Regions from separate parts of the Mus musculus genome. Here region 1 is linked to region 2. Evidence: chromatin contacts called from public HiChIP or PLAC-seq data. All regions are on one chromosome and are shown on one strand. Each heading gives the region's core, a stretch centred on a gene start, on an enhancer-like site or on the middle of the called end of the contact. The rest is flanking DNA. Distances are from core to core; before and after follow the strand shown.

Region 1 (7,340 bases), core at 597-3,096, 65 kb after region 2:
TTTTGGAATGCACGGGAATCAGGCCCATCTTGGCTCAATACCATGTCCAGCAGCCAGGGTTGAGTGTTCTTTGGGTCAATGGATATGTGTACCAATCTGTACCTCTCTTGCACATAGAGGAAGATCCTGGAGCCCTGGCTTTGCTGGGTGATCAGGAATCCCCTTATTTATTTGGTTGAGGACATGACTCAAGTAGGGCCTAGGGTCTTCCACACCCCTCAAATCTAATGCATGCACCTAATGCTTATAACTATACACTCCTCCTTGCCTGTGTGTATCTTTGTATGTATGTTTATACCTGTGCATGCATAGTCAGAGGTCAGTCTCGGGTGTCTTCCTCATTTTCTGAGACCAGGTCTCTCTCGGATCCTAGGTCTCACCTATTCAGTTTGACTCTCTGCACAGTGAGCCCCAGGAACCCACTTACCTCCGACTCCCCAGCAATGGGATAGCAGGTGCACATTGCTCTGCCTGCCTTTCATGTGGGTGTTGGGCATCCAAATTCGGGACCTCATGCTTGTGTAGGAATCAATTACCAACTAAGCCCCTCCCCAGCTCAATGCCCTCCTTCTCCATCCATTTCCTCTTGCTTATCTTTATTCTTTCAGTCACCCTTTCACTCACTACTCAAGGGCTCACAGTGTGCATGCTGCTCTTCTGGCTAGGGCGTGTGGGATTTCTAGGTTTTGATGAAGGTGTGACTCAGAGGCGAGGGGAACCATAGGCTGCTGCCCAGATGGAACAGAGTGGGCCTGGGCCTCCTCTAGCTATGTCTGCATTAGTACCACCTAGATGGCATCTTGGGACTGAGACTCCAAGCCTGCATGGGGAGTTTCATTTGGCCTGGGGCCTCAATTGCCTCTGCCCAGTCAAAGCAGCCTGCCTGTTATGAAGCTGTTCCAACCTCATTGTTCTGTGGGGAAAGATGGCTGCCCCATGGTCTCCCTTCTGGGACAGTTGCTATCTAGAGGCAGGGTCTAGCCTCTGGAGTTGGGATCCTCGTCATCTATGGGATGGCCCTCCTCTGAAGCTCTGCCCCGCAGTCTGGTTGGCTGGCACTGTTCTACAGTGTGTAGTGGGGCCTGCACAATAGCTTCCCTCTCTCGTTGCCAGCCTGGCCTGTGAACAGGGCTCTGTTGATGCCTGGCTGCTCTCACTCCCAAAGAATTCAAAAAATGGTCCCATGTGTGAATGTGCATCCTGAGACTGTTGGGCAACTGCCTAGAGTGGGGTCTTGGAAGGCAGAGAGTGCCACCGCTGGTCACTGGGCTGTCACATTCATAGGAATCTGGACTGGGCTTGATGATGGTGGTGGCAAGAGTCAAGGGGATGTGAAGAAAACTCAGGCCATTAGCTCCCTGATGGCTGCCTGACATCATGATTGGTTGGACAGAGATGCTACCCTACCAGGCCAAGTAGATCGTCTCCCTAAGCCTCACTATGGAAGCAGAGTCAGGAGGGCTCCTGTACAGCACATTTTATTTTTTTTCAAAGATCTTGGCCTCAGCTTGGCCAGGGCCACTGAGCTGCACAGGAAGGTCCCTCTGCTTCCCAACCTTTGCATGTACATGCTGCTATGGTAAAGTCAAAGCTTGAGCATTTAGAGCTATAGGACTGTCCTGGGCTCCGGACAGTGTGTGGGCATGTTTCAGCTTTTGCCATCCAGAGCTATCAATAGTCCTGTCATGTACCCCAGGGAATGATAGTCACCCAGTATGAAGTGCTGTGTCCTGGGAGCCCAGAGAGGTTGCACAATGCCCTGCCACAGGTATAATGCAAGGCCCACATATTATATCCTGTTGGTTGGATTAGTGTCAATGAGCAAGGACCACAGTGACTCATGCTCGGCTGGGTGGCTCTTCCTGTGCCGGTTCTGGGATGCTGAATTGCCCCAGGCTCAGTAAGAACTCCTGAGCACTGTGCAGAGAGCCATACAGGGGCGACCTCAGGCTGAGTCTCATAGGCCTCTCTCTATAAAACCCTGGTCCAGGGCTTTGTGCTGGATCCTGACACAGAGGGGACTGATGATGGCAGATCCTGGTGTCCAGCCGAGGCCACACATGAGGGACAGACAGAAACACCAGACAAATGCAAGTCACCTGCTGTTCTCTGCCATCTTCCCAAGACCAAGGGACTCTGACTGCAGAGTGTAATGTCCTGTGGAGCTCAGGAAGTTTGTCACACATAGGACTCCATCAGAGAGAATGCAAGCCCAGGTGGCTGCCACTCAGATGGGCCCAAGCCATCTGGCACAGATAGAGCCAGAACCGAGTGCCCCCTCCTAGCGTTAGGGGTATGTAGAACTCTTACTATGAAGCTCTCTGAAGTGGCAAGTGGCCTGAAGGGACCCAGGAACTGTAGGAAATATTTTCACAAGTATCTGCAGAGAAAGGCCCTCAGACCTGATACTGAGCCACTGTTGGTGGGCTGAGGGTCCTTCCCCTCTTCAATTAGGGTTGACTACTTTCCCTTTATTGGTCCTATTCTACTTCATATTTCCATGCCCACATTTAGCCTGTCAGCGTTCAGATGATGCTAGCTGGTGTCCTGTAATTTTGACCTTTAGGACTCTAGGGTACCTGTCTGATGGGGAGCTAGCTTGAGGCAGTCTCCAGTGTTACCATGACTACAGGCCGATGGCAAGCCACTCTTTGGCTGCAGATGGGAATTGGTTCCATTGGTTTCCTTAGCCAGCCATAGAAGCCTGAGGTAGCTGTAGTCCTCCTCAGAGCTGCAGATCCACCTAGAAGAGATGATCCCCGGTTGGCATCCCAGAGGCAGGGAGGGCTTTGAGCTGACACTTGGCAGCACTGTATGGGCTCTCAGCTGGCATCACACCCCGTGGCTGAGAGTTCACACTCTCATCCAAACCCTGCACAGCCTTCAGTTTGAAGTTGTGTTGTCCCAATTCTGAATTGACAAATAAAGTGCCTCCCGTCCACACAGTCCATCTGGGAGGAAATCAGGACTAGTACCCAGGTGGGGGGACTTGAGACCATCTCTACCTTACCATCATTCTCGAATGTCCCCTTGCTGACCCGCCTTCCCTCCAGACATGCCTGCAACTATGGACAGCCACAATGTTGGCTTGTTCAACATGTCTCAAAGTTTCTGGCCATAGCACCTTGCAGGTGGGCTTGTTTAAGTTCAGTGACTCTCACTGAACCTCTATGTTTAGAAGTAGATGCCTGCCACCAGCCATTACTAACAAGAGTCACGGACTATCTATCAGGACTAAGATTCAAACTCTTGGGAGTGGAGGGGATGCTTAGACCTAAAGATAAGAAGGAGGGGGATTCTTCATGGGAATGACCCCATCTCAAGGAGGTGGAAAGGAACAGAGGGTTCTGGAGCCTGCTATGCCGGAAGCCTCCGTGAGAGGTGTATCCTCTAGGCCCTAGGCAATTTGAGCCGGCTCTGACACTTGAAGCCAGATCCTAGTAGTGTCTGGATTTTCCTCTACCTCCGTCCCCCAATGCCCCCTCCTCCACAGAGGCACTTACACACTGGTGCTGGCAAGGAGGACAAAGATGCCAAGCCTGGGGCTTGAGCTCACATCCTTCCTGCCTCGGTTTCCTCTGTTAACTGATGGGCCCTGAGGTCAGCAGGAGCCATCTTCTCTCCTGCTGCAAATATGTTTGGGTTCTCTGGAGACCCAGGGATGCCTGGTGGTGGCACAGTACATGGCTCGCTGGCATTGCAAGCACTAACCTTGTAAGATAGGCAGAGACACCCTGGTGGGTGGCAAAGGTCCCAGCCAGTTTCACAGGGAACAAGACTGTGGTGTTTACCCCCTAAGCACCCCCCTTTCCGTGTGTGTGTATGTGTGTGTGACTCTGAGGGTCCAGCAGGCATGGTAGAGTGAGCATACTGCTCACTTCCTTAGTCTGGGCTATGTGGGGCAGGCCTGTGTAGGGTCATGGCTTCCAGCATCTGTGGCCATTAGGATCTTTGGCTACGCTCCACAGACATAACACAGGCCAGGTCACCCTTCTTCATGCTAGCAGAGGTGGCAGCATTCTGTGTTCTGTGCTGGAGGAGGGGATCCCAGGTGCTCCCCAGGTGCTCCCCAGGTGACATAATCTCAGCAGACAATGGTGCCTTCTATTACCTGGCTCTTTTGCAGCGCAAAACATAGGGTAGTTGCCCCTCAGTCACCTCCTGTGAAGGTTTATCTCTGAATACACTTCACTTGCTGCTGGTCCCTGGGACACTCTGTCAGGGTTGTCCTATGTCCCTGCAAGCTGAGGGCCCCTGTCCAAGTGGGGCTGGCTGCCTGTTCTCCAGAGCTTAGGAAAGCTGAATAGCTGCTCTCCATCTTCCTGTGTATCTGACTGGTCTGGGGTTGGGCCCCTCTTGAGCAAAACAGCCAGCCTCCAAGGGACAGGGAGGATGGGGAAGGAGGGGAAGCTGCCACACCTCACAGGCTACTTGATGAGGCTGCCGGATGGAGTCTGCGTGGGGACAATCTGAGGATAACAATGGAGGAAGGGAAGGATCTTTCCAGCGCTTCCTGTTTGCTTGTCTGACCAGATGAGCTCTGATAAGCATCCCCCACCCCCAACCTGTCCCCAGTGGCCATGAGGCCACCCACATTATGCCAGGTGGCTCTGGCTCTAAGCTGACCTGGGCAAGTGCCTGTTTCTTCCAGGCAGCAGTGAGATGAGATGGCCAAACCAGTGGATGAGGAGGTGGCTGAGGACAGCTGCCCTTTTGGGTGCTCTGGGGTGCAGAGGTGCAGAGACAGGATGGCAGGCATTATTCCCTCCTTGTTACCTCTTCCTAGGCTGCTGCATTCTCTCAGGATGCATTCTGTGAGGGCCATATAATACAGGGACCAAAGGGGTTCTCCTTGAAAGATACAGTATAAGCCAAAACTAGGGTCAGGGAAGGGGGAGGTCCTCAGTATTCTCCCTAAAGAAGGCCTTCTTGTCATATGTTGTCTGTTTGAACTTGGCAGTGAGGTTTGAAAGGATTCCTAAGGCATCCCAGGTCCCCTCTGCTTCATGGCCACATGGCTCATTTCTAGGGTACCATACCCACTCCTGGACCTCAAGCTGCCTCCAGAACCCCAAAGAAACCAGTGTTTCTTGACTGTCCTAAGCAAGTCTGGGACAGTATTAGCCATTATCACCAGGACCTGGCGACAAGCCAGGTGTCCTCCAGTGGAGTGTGTGCGTGTGTTGACTCCAGCACATCTGACAGTAGAGTCTGATTCAGTGTGAAAAGGGAACCTTTCTGTCCAGCTAAGAAGACAAAGAAGGACCTAAGACATAGACTGGGAAAAGGGGAAAGCCCATGGCACATAGACCCTCTGATGTTCTGGGCACTATGAGCCCTTACAGGAAAGAAGAGGGTGGTACGTGCCTTGGAGTGATGGGAAGGGAAGGGCAGATGGACAGTGCACACAGGAATTCAGTGTGGTGGAGGATTTGGAACCAAGGTCACAGATTTGGTGAAATATTAGAAAGAGCATGTGTAGACCAACCTGTGGAGGCATGCCTTATCATGCCAGCATGCAGGAAGCTGAGGCCAGAGCATCGGGAGTTCAAGGCCAGCTTAGGCTACAGAGAGAGAGACACCCACCCTGTCTCGCTCATAGATGTGGAGGTTAGATGTCTACCCAGGTCTCTGCACTGAGGTCAAACTGTAGTTGGCCCATTTCCCCCTATAGGTGTCAGGGGAGGATCTGGCACCTTACATCTGTCTTTTAATCTTTGATGGTTGAGGGAGCCATCTTCCCAGCCTCTCCATCAGGTTCCTTCTCCCTTACCTCTTGGGCCTTCTCCCTGGACCTGCTCTTGGGCCTTTGCCCCTGCATCCCCTCCTCTGGGTTGTTTTTTTCCCTGTGACTGCTGGTGCTCCCAGAGGTCAAGGTTGGGGGTTCCACTGTCTTCATGTCCCAGGTGGCTGCTCCACAGGACATTCTTATAGGGTATAGGGCAGGGAGAAGTAGCTTTCAGGTGACTATGTACAGAGAGGAGGGAGAGTGAATCCCAGGGCTGCACCGTAGCTCAGCTGGTAAACACTTGCTATGAGAACATGAGTTCAATCCACAGCACCTATGTAAAAATCTGGGTGTGGTGGCACCTGAGTGTAACTCCAGGACTGGGAACAGAGACAGGATCTATGGGGCTCACTGGCCAGCCAAGCTGAATGGGTGCACTCCGAGCTCAGTGAAAGACCATCTCAGAAACTAAGATAAAGGGCTGGAGAGATGACTCAGTGGTTAAGAGCATTTGCTGCTCTTGCAGAGAGGACGCAGGCTCAGTTTTCAGCACCCACATGATGGCTCACAAACACCTGTAACTCTAGCTCCAAGATACCTGATTCCCTCTTCTGGCCTCTGAGGGCATCCACACTCATGTGCACACACCCACACCCATAATACACATTAAAAAAACTAAACAAAACAAAGTAGGAGGCTGGAGGATTTAGTCAGTGAACTGTCTGCCACTTAAGGATCTGAGTCTGGTCCCCAGGACTCACATTTAAAAGACACTGATTACAGCAGCCTATATCCCAGTTCTGTAGGGATGAGCAGCCAGGGACAGGAATTTCTCTGAAGCTCCCTGGCTGGCCAGTTGAATCAGTGAGCTCTGGGCTGAGTGAGAGAAACTTTCAAAAAAGGACAGGGGCTGGCAAGATGGCTTAGTGGGTAAAGAAAGGAGCTTGCTACAAAAGCCACCTGACCCAAGTTTAATCCCTGCGATGTATGTAAAGGGGAAGGAGAGAACCAACCCCTAAAGTTGTTCTCTGACCGCCACATGTACAGCATGCAATTCAGGACTCACCTCTGTTCTCCACCAACAATAAATAATACAGATTACAAAGATGATTTATTACATGCACTTAGATGCTATAATCTGGGTAGCCCAACAATTTCTATCTCATGCCAGCCTGGCTCCTTCCTTCTCTCCCTGGACCTTGGACTGAATCCTTAGCCCTCTAATGGAATGGCCAATCTGTAGACCAAACTCCAGGTGCTTTTCTGACCCAATCTGGGACAACCTCTTTTGGGATGGGAGATCTGCAGCCCAAAGCCCTCACTGGGATACCTAAGTATGGCACCCTGATTCCAGGGGGATCATTACAGGCCGTACTGTAACTAGTCCCTCCTGCCTGTAAGGGCACCATTGTCTTTCCCCAAAGGATTCACGGGCCCCTGACTATGTCCCTGGAGTCAGCCCAATAGTGATTTTTGGATTTTGCAAGTCAGGCTGGCCCTGTCCAGGCCTCAGAGTAGCCCTGGCATGAGGACTCTTCTGGTTCTTGAGTGAGTGCTCACTGTTGGGTGCTGGGAACTCTGGCAGCCTGTGGAGGAGCATGTTCCCACTGGC
Region 2 (7,279 bases), core at 1,165-3,664:
TGGATGCCACACTCTAGGTCCGGTGAAGCCTCTTCAGTAGAGCAGTCTGTATTCTCTCTCTACCCTCCTTGTGTCCCCTGAGTAACAGTGTCCCTAGATGTGGGCCTCAAGGCTTGCATCCCTGAGCTGCCTGCCTACCACCCCCACCACCCCAGCTATTGTCTGTTGGCCCTGTGGTGTGGGTCTAGGCTGTAGGGCCCTGCAGGCCAAGGGGCTGGAAAAGGATTGGAGGTCCTGTGCTTGCTTTGTCCTCTTGCACAACTGTTTGATCAAAGACATTCCTGGGATGACATCCCTGAGTAAGAGAGGCCAGATCAGCTCAGAACTAGGGGTACTGCATCCCACCAGCACTGTGCTGTGCCCACATGGGGCCCTGTATACAACATGCCCGCCTCATGTTACCTATACACCCCACCCCACACACTCAACAGACTGCTTTATCAGCTCAAGTACAGGTTTGCTTGGCAAGCACACTTGGCAGTGCCAGCTCCCAGCACTGGCCTTATGTGGCCTGCATAGCCTTGCCACCAAACACACAGCCCAACCCGCATTGACTGTCTCCTGGGATGTTGTGGCCAGGGCTTTGGGGCACTGCAGGGAGAACACACAGTCCTACTCTTCTGCCTGTGTCCCACCCCTTGGAGTCCTCAGCTCCCACTGCTGGCATTTTGTGGGCCCCAGCAGCCCAGATCCTCTGTAGGGTTGGTGAAGTTGGCCTGCTTTCTGGGACAAAGTGCAGCAGTTGAGCTGACCCATGGGCAACAGGCTAACTTCCTCACACTTGGTTCTAGGATGTGGAGTCAGGAGGGGAGAGGCTACACAGAGTCACCTGTGCAATGTCATGCTCCACATGCTCCACAGGGGCCACATTCACTGTGAGTCCTGTAGGACAAACAGGAAGGCTGGAGCAGGTCCAGGCAGTGGGGCAACACAGAATGGGGAGCCAGGGGCAATCTTTCCAGTTCAGGGAGCTGAGGCTCAGAGAGGCCAGGCAGGTTCAAGAGCTTGGCTTGGCTGAGAGAGGTAGGATGGCTCAGCAGGATGGAGGCCGCCTGCAAAAGGAGAGCCTGGCCAGGACACAGGGCAGGGGACCATGGAGCTGGTAGAGGCAGAGAGAGAACCAGCCATTGAGCTTTTGAGAGGAGACAGTTGGGTGTGCTGGCTCCCTGAGTCCTTATCTCTGAGGGCCCTCAAAAAGCTATTTTACCATCACCCTTAGAACAGGAGTATCTCTACACCCAGCAGAGGATCTAGCCTCCAGTGTTACCAGTTAAACTTGAGGGTTGGAGCCTGGAGTGGCCAGTGGTATCTGGGGTTTCACTGCTAAAACCAAGAAAAGAGGCTTGGCTATCAGCCACAGCTGGGAATCACAGACCACTGGATGACGAGACAAGCCAATTGCACCGTTAAGAGACTGCACCATGTGTGAGCCCTGTGCAGTTGATGGTGATGCTTGCCCATTCCAGTTGGGCGCCCTTCCATGAGCACCTTTGATAGGCAGTGGTGGAAAGCAGCAGCTGCAGCAGCAGCAGCAGCCTTTGAGTGGATGCTCAGCCCCTTGCTATTTGTGTCTGCATTCCTAGTACCACTCTGCTGCACTGGCTGCCTGGCTGCTGCACCCCAGCGGATTTCCTCATGTCAGCCTACCTGGACACGATAAGCTCGCTCCCCAGTGCTTCTAAGAACCAAGGGGGAAAGCACTCTTCCACCTCAATGCCCTTTGGCCATTTCCTGGAATGCTGACGGCCCCATGCCCATTCTCCTGGATGCCATGTGACTGTGGACCCGGCTCGGATGCTTATATGGAGCTGGGCTGACAAAATACCTTCTGGATCCTGCCATCAGACAATTTGGTACAAGATGAGTACTGTGTCTTCATAAGCCACCTCTGGCTCTGGTGTTCCCATATACTCTCATTGAGTAGGTCGCCTGGCAAGGTCACTGTGGGCTTCTCTCCGTCCATCTCTTTCTGCTTTCATCATTGGGTGGCACCACTCAGACCAGGTGTCATCTACACCCTCCACTTTCCAGAAGGGCAGGGGCCCACCAGGCACCAAAACAGCCAAGCTGAGACCCAAAAGCTACCTTGTAGAAGATGATGTCTAAAAGCCACCTGTCCCCACAGGGTTTGGAAACAATACTAGTCATGAGTAACTGCCACCCCGAAGACATCACAGGAGTCTTGCCAGGCCACTCAGGTCTGCAGAACTATGTGAAAGGCCACCTTGGGTCTTGGCCCTAACACTAAGCATGGCTCTCTGGGCGCTTGGCAGCACCTAAGAAACGGTGATTCACCCAGAGCAAACACCCATTTGCGCCAGACAAGGGGCAGTGAACGCGGGTTCTGTTGATCTTCCATCTGCAAATAAGCAGGAGGGTGAGCTGGCAGTGATGGACCCAGAGCCGCTTCTGATCAGTGGCTGTCGCTGGCCTCCCTGACGCCAGAGGCTCCCACTTTGCTCTTGGCTGTCACTTGCATACACCCTTCCCCTTGGGAATCCCAGGTTGGTGCCAGGGCCAGAGATGCCACCCCACATGGCTGTGGCATCACCCCACTCCTGTTCCCAGAAAACACAGACAACAGTGAGCTGAGATTTTACCAATTTTATTTTCTAGATTTTTTGTCTTTTTTTTTTTCCTGGACCATGCTGGTCACATGTCTGTGCTGGGAAGCGCCATGGTGTGTCAACCAGAAATACAAAAAGCCAACCTGGCCACCAGCCAGAGCCCCTCAAAGCCTTTCATGTCACAGGGCAGATTCCGTGGACCCACCACCAGTCTTTGGCCTTTTGGCCAAAACCTCACCCCATCACCATGGATACAGCGGCCCTCAAGGGTCCTGCCTGGCTGGGATGCCTCAGCTGAGCTGGTGGTGCCCGTTTTGGTTTGGCAGCTTGCTAGGGAACTTGGGGGCCTACAGCACTGCAGCTGGCTTCGCAAAGGCAGAGTCTTTACATTAGCACAATGCTGTAATTAACACAAAACAAGACGGAACACTAGAACCTAACAGATTAAATGATGCACCGGAGACTCAGAGCAAATCCCCCCGGGCCAGCAGCATGGTGGCATGCACAACAGGCCGCTACAAGAAACAATATCGATAACAGAACAATCCAGGTGCCCTGACTGCTGTGATGCTATGTCCCAGATCAAATGAAGGGCCCAGCATGACAGGACGATCGCCATCAGGGTCCCAGGATCCCTGGAGGCAGACCGCCCACCTGCCTGCCAGGCTCGTGCATGGCTAGATGATACATGAGGTATTGTGAACAGGAACCTGTTTTTTTTTTTTTTTTGGAATACAGCGGTAATCACATTAAGCCAAAATAGATCACAATTAAAAAAAAAAGTACAAAAAAGGGCATCTGTAAATACACTCTATGAGGAAATTAAAACTTGAACATGGCAGTCTGACATTGTAAAACAAAACAAAACAAAACTGACCCTCCAATAGCAGCGAAAACAACGTGAAAGATACAAAGCAATGAGAATCTGGTTCTGAACGTCTGGGATCCTGGGAGTCATCGGTAGCAGCGCCATGAGAGGAGCCGTGGCCTGTCCCATGTGGTCCCACCTTCACCTCTTCCCTCACATCCCCTCTTAAGCCTCCCGCTCTCCACCTTCTGCCAAAAAGTCCTAATAGAAAGGCACAGAGCCAGAGGTGTGCAAATTACCTACTGTTGTTAACTTGGGGGCAGCGGCAAGAATGTGCCAGAATCAAACTCTTTTGGAGTCCCCTAATTTTCCTCAGTTTGGATGGCTCTCCAATGGGGCCAATTGGGTTGGGAAAGTCAAGCAGACCAAATCTCTGTCTTTGTGGTTTTTTTTTTTTAAGGACCCCCCCCCCCCCCCCGTTGCCCAATGAAAGACCAATCTCTCAGACATGGCCCTAAACCTTCTCCAGCAGGGCAGAGGTGTGCGTTTGAATCAAGGGAGATCACATTGCTTTGAGTCACACTGGTCATGGGCAGCCTTTCCCATAAATACTCTTCTGTAGCCTTAAGTATAAATTAGACATTTTAGTGTTTAAAAGCCTCCTGTGTGAGACTTAAGAGTTGTCCCCAATCTCCTTGTCCAGGTAATGCCATCATGGTTCCTACTTCCAAACACCAGCTGGCACCAAAGGATCCCTTCAACTTTGCAGGACAGATCCCGGTGGTGCGAGAACAGAGTTCTCTCTTCTTGACCCAACAAAACTTCCCAAGCACCTCATACTACCAGCCCTACAACCTGTTGTACAGCCATCTGAATGCGTGTGTGGACATCCCCATCCATTCCATTAGAACCCCTCCCCCCAACACACACCAGCAACACTGCCTCCAGCTAGCTGACCAAAAGTGCTTTGAAATGGAATGGTTTTGGAACATAGAGAAAGAAAACACAACAAAACAAACCACACACAAAAGCTGTGGGTTTAACCTGATGTGGGCAGGCTGCAGGGCCTTCAGGCAAAAACCAGCATCTCTCTAAACAGAGCTACAAAATAGGAAGGTTACAAAAATAGAATATATTATGTCACTATTTCATCCCTACCGCTGTGTGGCTGGTGCTGTGAACCTGCAGGTTGTTGGGGGGAGAGGGCACATTAAGCTGAGCCCTGGGGAGGGGGGTTGTGCCACACGCCATGAGACCACTAGAGGTCGCACTGACCATCTATAAGGTTAAGAGGTCTGCCCACCCCTGGGATAAAGCACAGGTATCAGGTAACAGGGCTGTAGGCACTGAGCAAGCCAGGGAGTGAGGCTGAGGGCCTAAGCTGTGGCTTTTCAGCAAAGCAGAGTACATTTCTCAACCTAAAAACTCTTCTACTTTAACAATGGTTTGCTGTATTTTTTTTCCTTCCTTTTTAAAGCAATGTTTCTTAAGCTTTTTTTTAAAAACATATAAAAGAATCAAAACTCCTTCTCAAGACTTCCCCTGTGTTAATCCTACTCTTAGAACAGACAAGCACATTAATAGAAAACTAGTTGATTACTGGGGTACAGAATTCTATTTTTGTAGCACCCCCTGGCTCCCTACTCTCAGGGTGATGCAGATTCTATCTCTCTCTCTCTCTCTTTAAGACAGCTTTCAGATATTTTTTTCTCTTTTGCTTAAATCAGATAGAAAGGAGAAAGATTAAGGAAAAACAACCAACAAAGAGAACAAAACTTCCTCTTCTGGTAACAACATGTCCCCAAGGGGGACGTCGTCAGGAGCACCCGGGCTGGCTCCTTCCTCTTTGCGGGTGCCACTACTTGGTGGCTCCCGCCTGCCCGGTGGCCCTCAGATGTCCACATCTCGCACGTCGGTGGGCGTGCAGGCCAGACCAGCCTCTTCCTCCACTTCCCCCTCCTCCTCAGTGGCCTTGGGGTCGACGTTCTGCTGGGCCTGGCGCAGGCTTGACTCCAGAAGGGCTTCAATCTGTTCCTGGCAGGCACGGAGGCAGTCCTGGAGAGGCGGGCGGAGATGGAGGGGGTCCTTGTTTAGCCAGAGGCCGGTGGCCAGGGCCTTGACCTGCGAGGCAGGCTTTGCTAAGAGCAAGGCTTGAGGAAACTCCCCAAGCCACCCCTAAATCCAGTGAGAGCTGCCAGAGACTAGAAAGGTACTGCTACTCTCTAGGTTCCTCCTCCCAGGCTGTACCCTGAACTTCCCCACAAGGAGCGTCTATCTCTCATAACTTTTTGCCTTGGGTGGCCTCTGAGAGAGGACAGCTCCAGCACAGGTAGGGTCTGGAAAGCATTTGCCCAGGAATAAGACTCATGAACTGAAGCCCTGCCTAGGCAGGCTGAAGCTAGGGCACTGTCTATATTCCTGAAGCCAGGAGGATTCCTGGGGAACACCTGGGAAGCCCCCACATTCAAAACTTGTGTATTGTTCCCCCTTTGTTTGATGAACACCATGGCTAGAGGATGGAAGGGCAATGGCCCCATTTCACAGATGGAGAAAGTGAGGCCCAAGTAGCCTAGTATGGACCCACAGACACCCTTCCCTCTCTGAAGCCTGTGGGCTCCAACCTGCCCACATACCCTATTCTCAGTTCTCAGGAGCCCCAGACACTTAGGGGAAGGGGGCTGCATGCTCTACAATTGAGATATGTAGGAATGGGGCACGGGGTGTCCCTGTGGCTGATGCCAGGCAGGGCAGAACAGCTGTCACACCTGGAAGCCTTCCACATGCCAGTGGCTCTGACCTCCATTGAACCCCCAACTGAAGTTCAAGCCAGAACTGGACTTTTGCCTGCCTATGCCAACTTGTGATGCCCTTGAGGAAACATTCACGGCCAGAGCCCCAAGCATGATCAGCTGTACTCCTTGGCAGAAAGGTACAGTTAGACGTAGCACAGTCTGCCTGATGCAAACCCCTCTCTCACACAAAGAAAGTTCTAGAATGTGTAGGTCTATACCAGAGTCCTTTATGGATTCAATCCCCAACGTCTGCACTGAGGGAGATATGGTCCTATGCTGGCTGGGCCAGACCGGGCTTCACATGCCACTACCCATACACATTGCAGGGGCACTGTCACCACACCACAGCCCTCTATGCCTTTGGGACCCATGACTCTGGGAAGAAGCTCGTGGGGACCCAGATTTGGCACCTCTCAGCTCCAGCCCAGTCACACAGTGCCTTGGCACTGCCCACCAAGGTTCCCAGGCCCTTGCCAGCTGTAGCCTCCTTTGATGAGACTTACTCACCGGGTCACACTTGATGACTCTGGAAAGAAAGTGCGTTGTGCGGTAGCAGGAGAGGAAGTTGTTGGGGCTGCCCAGGTTCAGGCCTTGCATCGCAGCCACCACGCTCCCAGCAGCTACCATGGAGGGTGGGTTGGAAATGAACTTCACATCTACAGCGAGAGGGACAGAGACATGCCTATGATTCAGCTCTCACCCACAGCCTCGGGGCCGGTCTTCAAGCCCTTCCAATGGATGCCCACATCAACTCTAGCTCCCTTGGAGACACCTAAGTGGCACTAGGTGCACACAGTGCTGCATCTCTAGACCCCAGCACATCGGAGGATTACGGTGTCCAGGCCAGAGCCTTGATGCTACCTGTCAATAAGGCCTTGGCTCAAACTTTAAAATGCTGCCTGGCATACACACCGGGTTCAATCCCCAGCACTTCCAGCAAACATCAAGGAGGGGTTGGCTATGTCGCCCTAAGAGGATGGAATCTATGAAGGTGTGGTGCTTTCACATCTGCATCCCAGTATTTGCGCGGCTGAGGTGGGAGGCAGGGATCTCTGTCTCTTCCAGAGTCAGCCTGGCAGCACCCCAAGGACTAGAGACACATCTCAGACACA

Evidence for each region. HiChIP or PLAC-seq counts read pairs in DNA pulled down with a chosen protein or histone mark.
Region 1: a contact with region 2 is called in an HNF4G HiChIP or PLAC-seq map of pancreatic cancer cells. The contact joins two enhancer-like sites. A contact is called at or near these places in 2 of 39 promoter capture datasets (the 3T3-L1 cell line and stem cell-derived epiblast-like cells), 6 of 484 Hi-C or Micro-C datasets (bone marrow-derived dendritic cells, bone marrow-derived macrophages, macrophages and 2 more), 5 of 115 datasets of contacts at active chromatin or transcription factors (bone marrow-derived dendritic cells, bone marrow-derived macrophages, embryonic stem cells and 2 more) and 3 of 9 other capture datasets (adipose tissue, embryonic stem cells and pancreatic islet).

Annotation. Positions count from the first base shown.
Region 1 is chr7:144,992,640-144,999,979 of GRCm38.p6, forward strand. No RefSeq gene overlaps it. Among named protein-coding and RNA genes, the nearest start is that of Ccnd1, 56 kb to the left of the region's middle. Within about 2 kb of position 1,847, at least 37 of the 459 cell types and tissues checked have an H3K27ac peak or open chromatin away from gene starts, as enhancers often do. A contact at or near this core is called in pancreatic cancer cells, where this site is marked.
Region 2 is chr7:144,927,342-144,934,620 of GRCm38.p6, forward strand. Ccnd1 (cyclin D1) reads right to left here. Exons shown (of 5, transcript NM_007631.3): 4 at 6,675-6,823; 5 at 2,590-5,430. The coding sequence ends at 5,266. It also overlaps a transcript of LTO1 not described here. Among named protein-coding and RNA genes, the nearest start is that of Ccnd1, 8.8 kb to the right of the region's middle. Within about 2 kb of position 2,415, at least 32 of the 459 cell types and tissues checked have an H3K27ac peak or open chromatin away from gene starts, as enhancers often do. A contact at or near this core is called in pancreatic cancer cells, where this site is marked.